2 separate regions of the Pan troglodytes genome follow, and region 2 is linked to region 1. Evidence: chromatin contacts called from public capture Hi-C data. All regions are on one chromosome and are shown on one strand. The core of a region is the stretch at or near the end of the contact, and the rest is flanking DNA. Distances in the headings are between cores, read along the strand shown. Region 1 overlaps LRRK1 (leucine rich repeat kinase 1). Region 2 has its middle 13 kb from the start of CHSY1.

Region 1 (4,296 bases), core at 494-2,993:
ATGTGTATCCTCAGAGAGGACGGGCTGTCATGTCCTAGGCTCCTGACAAGCACAGGGCAAAGCCAGGGAACCAGGGACAGGACTCACGCTTCTCAGAAGAAAGGAGCCACGCGGAGGTGCCCCGGGGGGGTCCCACATCATACTCCTCGCAGGGTACTCCTGGCCTTCAGGCCTTGTCCACAGCCCCTGGGCCCCTGTTCTGAGTCTGTCTTCTCGTATTTCACACCAACAACTAGCAGGCTTGGATTTTTGGCTTCCCCCAAAGCCCAGAATCAGCAAATCAGGAGAGGCAGAGCCTTGTCCAGAGCTTCACTGTGGGCCTGCAGGGAATGTGTCTGCTCGAGGTCTCCTTCTCCACACTGGGAAGGGGTGGGTGGGCATGTGGGGGCTTGGGGGGCCCTGAGGCAGGGTCTCCATAGAATTTCAGCAGGTGGGGGCTGGCTGCAGCGGTTCTGATGGTGGGCGGTGGCGTAAGCCCCTTCAACAAGGAAGGAGACGGAAGCACCAGGAGGAGAGAATTTAATGTGGGGCAGCAAACAGCCTGTGGCCCTCCTGAGGCCACCCTGGTTGTGGGCGGGATAGTTGGTGGCTGTGGTGATGTCCTCAAGCAGGGAGATAGCATGTCTAAGGTACTCCTGCAAAGTAAAACGTGGGCCAGGCATGATGGCTCAGACCTGGGCATGGTGACTCAGAACGGTACTCCCAGCACTTTGCAAGGCCAAAATGGGGGGATTGCTTGAGGCCAGGAGTTTGAGGCTGTAGCAAGCTATGATCACACCGCTGCACTCCAGCCTAAGAAACAGAGCGAGACCCTATCTCTAAAAAAGTAAATAATAAAAAGAATAACAAAAAAAGAATAAAACGTGTTACAGGTGCAAGGTAGCCCCTCATCCCCCTTGGTGACTGGGTTCCCTGCAGGGTCTGTTTGCAGTAGGGCTAAGGGAGGGCTACCCACGAGGGGCACCCCAGACATGCTGATAATCCTGAGGGGCCCAGCTTGGGACTGTGTCGGCTAGCAGAGGGCATGTGGCTAGGGCAGTTACCCTTGATGGCACTGCCACCCCGTCCCCAGACCTGGGCTGGCCCAGGAGGCCACCCACCAGGAGGCGGCAGACACCAGCACTGTACTGCATGCCCCATGCCACCCCCACCAGCCGTGAGCCGTTGTCCTCCAAACCATCAGAGTCTGGCACTTTCCCCAGAGAGACACACCGGTCGGTAATCAGTACTCTTAAGAATCCTTAATGCTGACAGCTGCTTGGGCTCCTTTCACTCTAGAATAATTGCCTCTCACTGCCTTTGAGGGAGGAGCTCCTGTAGATAGATAGCCCCCGTCGCACTGTTTGGTATCATTTCGTGAGTTCGAAGAGGCTGCTGGGCCCCACACAGCTGGGATCTGCGTGAAGGAAAATTGGTTGGAATCGTTTGACTGCACGTGGTTGGGAACTGACTGGCTCTTCAGTCTCCCCTCCCTTCTTGTATCTGATGCTATCTTAGCTTCTCTCTCCCTCCCTCTCTCTCTCAGGCCCTCATGTTCTTGAGGTTACAGGGGAACCAGCTGGCGGCACTTCCACCTCAAGAGAAGTGGACCTGCAGGCAGCTCAAAACCCTGGATCTCTCCAGAAACCAACTTGGCAAGTAAGCAGGGGCCTCTCCTCCCTGGCCAATTCCAAAGGGTGTGTGGGGCCACGGTCGAGCAGGTCCTCTGAATGGTGGCATGTGAGTCTGCGAGGGCTGCTGAGCCGCCAGCTGGGGGCTTAACAACAGAAATCACTGCCTCACAGCCCTGGGGGCTGAAGTCCGAGGTGAGGGCGTGGGCAGGCCTGGTTGGTTTCTCCTGAGGCCCCTCTCCTTAGCTTGCGGATCCGTCTTCTCCCTGTGTCCTGGTGCGGTCAGGCCTCTGTTCATGTCTGTGACCTAATCTCCTCTTCTTATAAGGACACCAGTCGGATTGGATTAGAGTCCATCCTAATGACCTCATTTTAACTTAGTTACCTCCTTAACAGCCCTGTTTCCAAATACAGTCACATTCTGAGGAATTGGAGGTTAGGGCTTCGACACAGGAATGTGGGGGGAAACAGCCCCTAATGGTGTCCTCTCGTTTCTAATTTTTAGTCTGCTGGAGAATCTTGTCTCTCACTTCAGCCCAAACTGTAATTCTGTTCAAAAGTCTCTGCTGATCACTAACTGAAATGGACGTGGAATTGAATAAAAGCACCCAGCCCCAAAGCCTTCCAGTAGGTGGAAAGCCGGGATGAGCCCAGCCAGCCTCTGGAGACCAGCCGCCCCCGTTATTTGCAGAAGGCCACTTCTGCATATCACGGTGGAACTTGCACCCCAAGGAGGGCCCCTGCGGGGAGGGGTGGGGGCAGTGAAAAAGGCAGCCGCCACTGCAGCGTGCGCCCCTGCCAGGCCCTGAAGAGTTGCACATGAATTGCTCCCTATCTCCGTGGCTTGGCATTATAACATCACAGCCAAAAGTAATGTTTTTGTCGTGCTGGCCTCAAATTTTGTCTCTTTTTCCTCCCCCTAGAAATGAAGATGGACTGAAAACGAAGCGTATTGCCTTTTTCACCACCAGAGGTCGCCAGCGCTCCGGGACTGAGGCAGGTGTGTGTGGGTTGGGAGACGGTGTTCCCAGGTGAGACAGCCGGGGTAGCCTGGTTCCTGCTCCACCAAAGTGGGGATCGCCCTTATCTTGGGCCTTCCCCTTCAATGCCCTGTTGCGATGCCACAGATGTCCATGTTCAAATGAAAACCCTGCATATGAGCTGCGCCCATTCTTTCTGTCCCACGTGTGACACGCAGGTATCCTCAAGCCCCACTCTCCTGCGTGGAGGCCAGTGATGCCAGCAGCTAACATGTGCAGCTGATCTACACACCAGGCAGTGCCCTAGGCAGGTTACATATGTGAGAGTTTCTCATCCTCACAACGTGAGGTATGGGCCACATTTCCCCATTTTGCACGTGGGGAGACTGAGGCTCCCAGGGTGTCTGAGCTTGGCTGCCACACCAAAATACCATCGACCGAGTGCTTCAGCAGCAGACACTTATTTTCTCACAGTTCTGGAAGCTGGATATCTGAGAGGAGGGTGCCAGCACTGTCAGGGGCTTGCGAGGGCCTTCTTCCTGGCATCCTTCTCTCTATGTCCTGAGATAGTGAAGAGAGCGAGGACTCTGGTCTTTCTTCCTCTTCTTTTTTTTTTTTTTTCTTTGAGACTGAGTCTCGCTCTGTCACCCAGGCTGGAGTGCAGTGGCGCGATCTTGGCTCCCTGCAACCTCCGCCTCCCAGGTTCAAGCTATTCTCCTTCTTCAGCCTCCCGAGTAGCTGGGATTACAGGCATGTGCCACCATGCCTGGCTAATTTTGGTATTTTTGGAGATGAGCCACTGTGCCCGGCCCCTCTTCCTATAAGAACGTTAATCTCATCATAAGGGCCCCACCCTCATGACCTCATCCAAACCTAATTACAGCTCAAATATCCCGTCTCCAAATAGTAATTTTGTATTTTAATACAATACAGGATGCCAGGAAGAAGGCCCTCGCTAGCCCCTGACAGTGCTGGCACCCTCCTCTCAGATATCCAGGGTTTCACCATGTTGGCCAGGCTGGTCTTGAACTCCTGACCTCAAGTGATCCGCCTGCCTCGGCCTCCCAAAGTGCTGGGATTACAGGTGTGAGCCACCACGCCCGGCCCCTCTTCTTATAAGAATGTTAATCTCATCGTAAGGGCCCCACCCTCATGACCTCATCCAAACCTAATTACAGCTCAAATATCCCATCTCCAAATAGTGTCACATTGGGTATTAGAGCTTCGACATATGAATTTGGTGGGGGGCGGGGGACACAGTTCAATCCATGGCCTAGGGACTGACTGATTTGTCCCAGGTTGTGTGGCTGCTTCTCAGTAGCAGAGCCAGGTTTCATCCCAGGACTGTGGGACTTCAGCCCTGGACCAGCAGCTCTGTGCTGTTAAGTCTCTACTGCCACACAATGGCGTCTTGCAAAGCCCACGTGGATCATGGCCGCCTTTGGACCCACAGGCTGAGGTGAGGCCAAGGTTGCACAGGGGCTCGTGGTCTTCCCCAAAACTCAACAGAGACAGAACTTTCCTGGTTTTTGTGCTGGTCACACAACAAGGCCAGTTCAGCAGAGAGTACGTCTAGGTAAACAAGCTCTTTTTGTTCCATTATCTTCTGTGAGACACAGGGGAAGGTATGGAGCTGTCCCTTTCATTAAACAACCAGCTCTGCTTCTTAACCTCAAAGCTACGACTTCCAAAGCCAGCTCTGCTCA
Region 2 (4,296 bases), core at 1,343-3,842, 260 kb after region 1:
TCTATTACCCTGGAAAGTTTTCTTGAACCACCTTTTCCTCCTTCCCTCCCTGTTCCCCACCTCCACCTCGGGCAACCACTGATCTGCTCCATCACTATAGATTAATGAGCGTTTTCTAGATTTTTGTAGAAATGGAATCATATGGTACGTAGTGGTTTTTTGTTGTTGTTTTGGCCTGGCTTCTTTCACATGGCGTAACTATTTTGAAATCCATCCACGTGGCATGCATCAATAGTTCATTCCATTTGGTTGCTGAATAGCGTTCCTTTCTATGAACATACCACGATTTAGCCATCCATTCACCTGTTGATGAGCATTTGCATTGATTTCAATTTGGGCTACTACATGTAAAGTAGCTGGGAACATTCCTGTGCAAGTCTTGGTGTGGACAGATGCTTTTATTTCCCTTAGGTATTTATGGATGGAATGGCTGGATCATATGGTAGGTGTAATGTCACTTTTTATGGTACTGCCAAACTGTTTTCCATTTTCTGTTGCTACCAGGAGTGTGTGTGTTCCAGTTCATCCACATTCTCATTAACATTTGGAATAGTCTTTCTAATTTTAGCTCTTTTTTTTTTGGCAGAGTGTCACTGTGTCATTCAGGCTGGAGTCAGTGGCATGATCTCAGCTCACTGCAACCTCCACCTCTCTGGTTCAAGCGATTCTCATGCCTCAGCCTCCCAAGTGGATTACAGGTGGGCACCACCACACCCAGCTAATTTTTTTTTTCTTTTTAGTAGAGATGGGGTTTTGCCATGTTGAACAGGCTGGTCTCAAAATCCTGACCTCAAGTGATCCGCCAACCTCAGCATCCCAAAGTGCTGGGATTACAGGCGTGAGCCACCACTGCGCCCAGCCTAGCCTTTCCAATAAGTGTGTAGTGGTATCTCATTGTGGTTTTTAATTTGCATTTTCCTAATGACTAACAATGTGGTCTTGGGAGACATACTCTCAAAATGGGACTGGGGAGAGGATCGCTCAGCTATTTAAGGAATGAGCAACAGCACTCTGATACTTACTCAATGGCAGGCAGGAGCATCATGGGCATTCAAAGTACCCATGGCCATGGCCGAGGAAAGTGGACGAGAGCAGAGCGAGGCAGTGGAGGCCAAATGGCTGTGAAGCAGGCACAATGGCAACGAGGATGACTATGAAGAAGGTGGGGTCACCTGGCTGCTTTGGATGGGCCTTGAGTGTGTACAGGGAAAAGGACAAGTTAAAGTTACTTAGGATCCAATGCAGAACACAGATGAAAATTGAGGTCGGGAGTTCAAGACCAGCCGAGCCAACGTGGTGAGACCCTGTCTCTACTAAAAATACAAAAATCAGCCGGACGTGGTGGCATGTGCCTATAGTCCCAGCCTCCCAACTGGGAGGCTGAGGCAGGAGAATCGCTTGTACCCAGGAGACAGAGGTTGTAGTGAGCTGTAGTTGTAGAGTGAGTCACCCACTGCACTCTGGCCTGGGTGACAGAGCGAAACTCTGTCTCAAATAAGTAAATAAATAAATAGAAAATAAGAGAAGAGACACAGACACTGAAAGGTGATCACGTGAAGCCCATGGCAGAGAAGAGTGATGCAGCCACAAGACAAGGAAAGCCTGGGGCCACCAGAAGCTGAAAGAGGCAATGAAGGATCCTCCCGTCGAGGCCAGGAGGGAGCATGGCCCTGCCGACACCTTAAGTTTGGCCTCAGAAACTGTGGGAGAAGCAATGCCTGTAGTTAGAAGCCGCCCAGTCTGTGGTCATTTGTTCCAGCAGCCACAGGAAGTGAATGCAGTGAGTTCTAGCCCTGCTGGAACTCCCCCATCCCCTGTAGTTGTAGGAGAGAAATGGCTGAAGCCCAGCCCAGGCCTGGCTTTAAGGTCTGCAGAGCAGCATTGCCAATGAAATGCTGACCCCTGTCAGGTCCTTAATGCTAAGGGCACTGATGGGAAAGGAGCGGGACCCTGAAATACGGGTCGACACAGAGGAGGCTGAGAATTGAGAACGCTGAGCCTCCCAATCCCTTCATCTCAGCCCCCTGCCTGCTTCCTCCTGCAGAAACAGCTTTCACTTAAGGTACTGGGACAGTTGTCTCTCCAGCTGCTGCTGATCCTGCAGGCTTCACTCTCATCGCCCCTCACAACCTCCAGGCAATGGAAAGAGTCTGATTCCAGAAAATCCCAGATCAAAAAGTACAAGGCTCACTGTACACAGCTATCACTGAAAATGTAGTATGACTTCATCCATCCCTGTGGCAGGAGTCTGGGAAGAATCACGGCCACGGACTCCAAGGGTGTCAGGAGGAGGAGAATGGATCCTAAGGGTGTCAGGAGGAGGAGAATGGATCCTAAGGCTTGCTGGAGTCCAACTTCAGGAAAAGGAATTCAGGGTTTACTGTGCTGGCCGGAGCACCTGGGGTGGTGTTCCTATCCATTGAGAAAGTTACCTGTGCCTGCAGTCACGGTGGCCTAGGGACAGCACCCCAGGAGAGGGCCTGAACGGACTGCATAGAAGGGCTCCCTGCATGCATACAGGTCAGCCTCCTGGGGCAGGAACCGGGTGGAGAGTAGATGTGGAGGGGCAAACAGACCTCATCCAGCACGGCGCAATCCCACTGCCCTCCAGCCGGCCTTCCTCGCATGCTGCTCAGGAGTCCTGGTTCTCCCACCAGCACTTGCTTTATGCTCTGATGAAGGAATGTCCTCTGGACCATCTCTGGGGAGCATTGTTGGGGAGGGGTGCTGAGCAAGCTACGTGTGGTACATCCATGCAACTTGCGTGTGCCCTGAGCCTTGGGACCATATCTCGTCACATGCGAGGGAAATTCCGAGAGTTGAACTGTGCTTGCCAAAGGCCACTGTTTTCATTTCCTGTGGCTGCTAGAACAAATGACCACAAACTGGGTGGCTTATTACTACAGGCATTGCTTCTCTCACAGTTTCTGAGGCCAAACTTAAGGTGTCAGCAGGGCCATGCTCCCTCCTGGCCTTGACGGGAGAATCCTTCCTTGCCTCTTTCAGCTTCTGGGGGCTCCAGGCTTTCCTTGGCTTGCGGCTGTGGCTGCGTCACTCCAGTCTCTGCCGTGGGCTTCACGTGGTCACCTTCTTTCAGTGTCTGTGTCTCTTTGATTTATTTATTTAGAGTCTCGTTTTGTCACCCAGGCTGAACAGAGTGCAGTGGTGGGATCTCGGCTCACTGCAACCTCTGCCTCCTGGGTTCAAGCGATTCTCCTGCCTCAGCTTCCCAGTGGGGAGGCTGGGATTACAGGTGCACACCACCATGTCTAATTTTTGTATTTTTAGTAGAGATGGGGTCTCGCCATGTTGGCCAGGCTGGTCTTGAACTCCTGACTTCAAGTGATCTGCCCACATCGGCCTCCCAAAGTGCTGGGATGACAGGCTTGAGCCACCATGCCCGGCCTCTTCTCTTCTTTTATAAGGACACCAATTGTTACGAGCTGAATTGTCCCCCCTAAAATTCGTATGTTGGAGCCTTAACCCTCAGTACTCCAGAATGTGACTATTTGGTGACAGTCTTTAAAGAAGTAATTAAGAAGAGGCCATCAGAGTGGGCCCTAGTCTGGTATGACCGATGTACTTGTAAGAAGAGATTAGGACACAGAGAGGCAGGAGGGGTAACTGTGACAAAGAAAAGAGCCTGTGACCAGGCAGCAGGAGGGTGGCCATCTGCAAGCCAAGAATTGAGGCCTTGGAGGAGAGTCCTGCAGCATCTCCTCCAACTTCCAGCCTCCAGAACTGTGAGGGAATAAACGTCTGTGGTTGAAGACACCCAGTCTGTGGCATTTTGTTACGGCAGCCCTAGCCAATGATACAGTAATCACATTGGCTCAGGGCCCACCCTCTCCGCAGATCTCATCTTAACTGGGTTACATCTGCTGAGATTCTATTTCCAAATAAGGGCATATTCACAGGTACTGGGGGCAGGACCTCAGCACATTTTGGGGGACACAACTCAACCCCTAACAGTCACCTTGAGTGCAGGCATCGGTTAATGAGCTTAGCAGATATTAAAGCCGGGCACAGTGGCTCATGCCTGTAATCCCAGCACTTTGGGAGGCCGAGGCGGGAGGATCACTGAGGTCAGAAGTTTGAGACCGCCCTGGCCAAGAAGGTGAAACCCTGTCTCTACTAAAAATACAAAAATTAGCCGGGCGTGGTGGTGTGTGCCTGTAATCCCAGGTACTCAAGAGGCTGAGGCAGGAGGGTGGCTTGAACCCAGGAGGCGGAGGTTGCAGTGAGCCGAGACCGCGCCACTGCACTCAGCCTGGGTCACAGAGTGAGACTCCATCT

What was found. Capture Hi-C pulls out chosen DNA fragments and counts their contacts.
Region 2: a contact with region 1 is called in a capture Hi-C map of stem cell-derived neural stem cells, with 6 times the contacts expected there. The contact joins two enhancer-like sites. A contact is called at or near these places in 5 of 7 Hi-C or Micro-C datasets (blood, induced pluripotent stem cells, a lymphoblastoid cell line and 1 more), 1 of 1 datasets of contacts at active chromatin or transcription factors (stem cell-derived excitatory neurons) and 1 of 1 other capture datasets (stem cell-derived neural stem cells).

The regions. Positions count from the first base shown.
Region 1 is chr16:92,878,653-92,882,948 of NHGRI_mPanTro3-v2.0_pri, forward strand. LRRK1 (leucine rich repeat kinase 1) reads left to right here. Exons shown (of 34, transcript XM_016927549.4): 11 at 1,526-1,638; 12 at 2,534-2,610. Among named protein-coding and RNA genes, the nearest start is that of LRRK1, 95 kb to the left of the region's middle. Within about 2 kb of position 1,744, at least 2 of the 24 cell types and tissues checked have an H3K27ac peak or open chromatin away from gene starts, as enhancers often do. A contact at or near this core is called in stem cell-derived neural stem cells, where this site is marked.
Region 2 is chr16:93,134,214-93,138,509 of NHGRI_mPanTro3-v2.0_pri, forward strand. No RefSeq gene overlaps it. Among named protein-coding and RNA genes, the nearest start is that of CHSY1, 13 kb to the left of the region's middle. Within about 2 kb of position 2,593, at least 1 of the 24 cell types and tissues checked has an H3K27ac peak or open chromatin away from gene starts, as enhancers often do. A contact at or near this core is called in stem cell-derived neural stem cells, where this site is marked.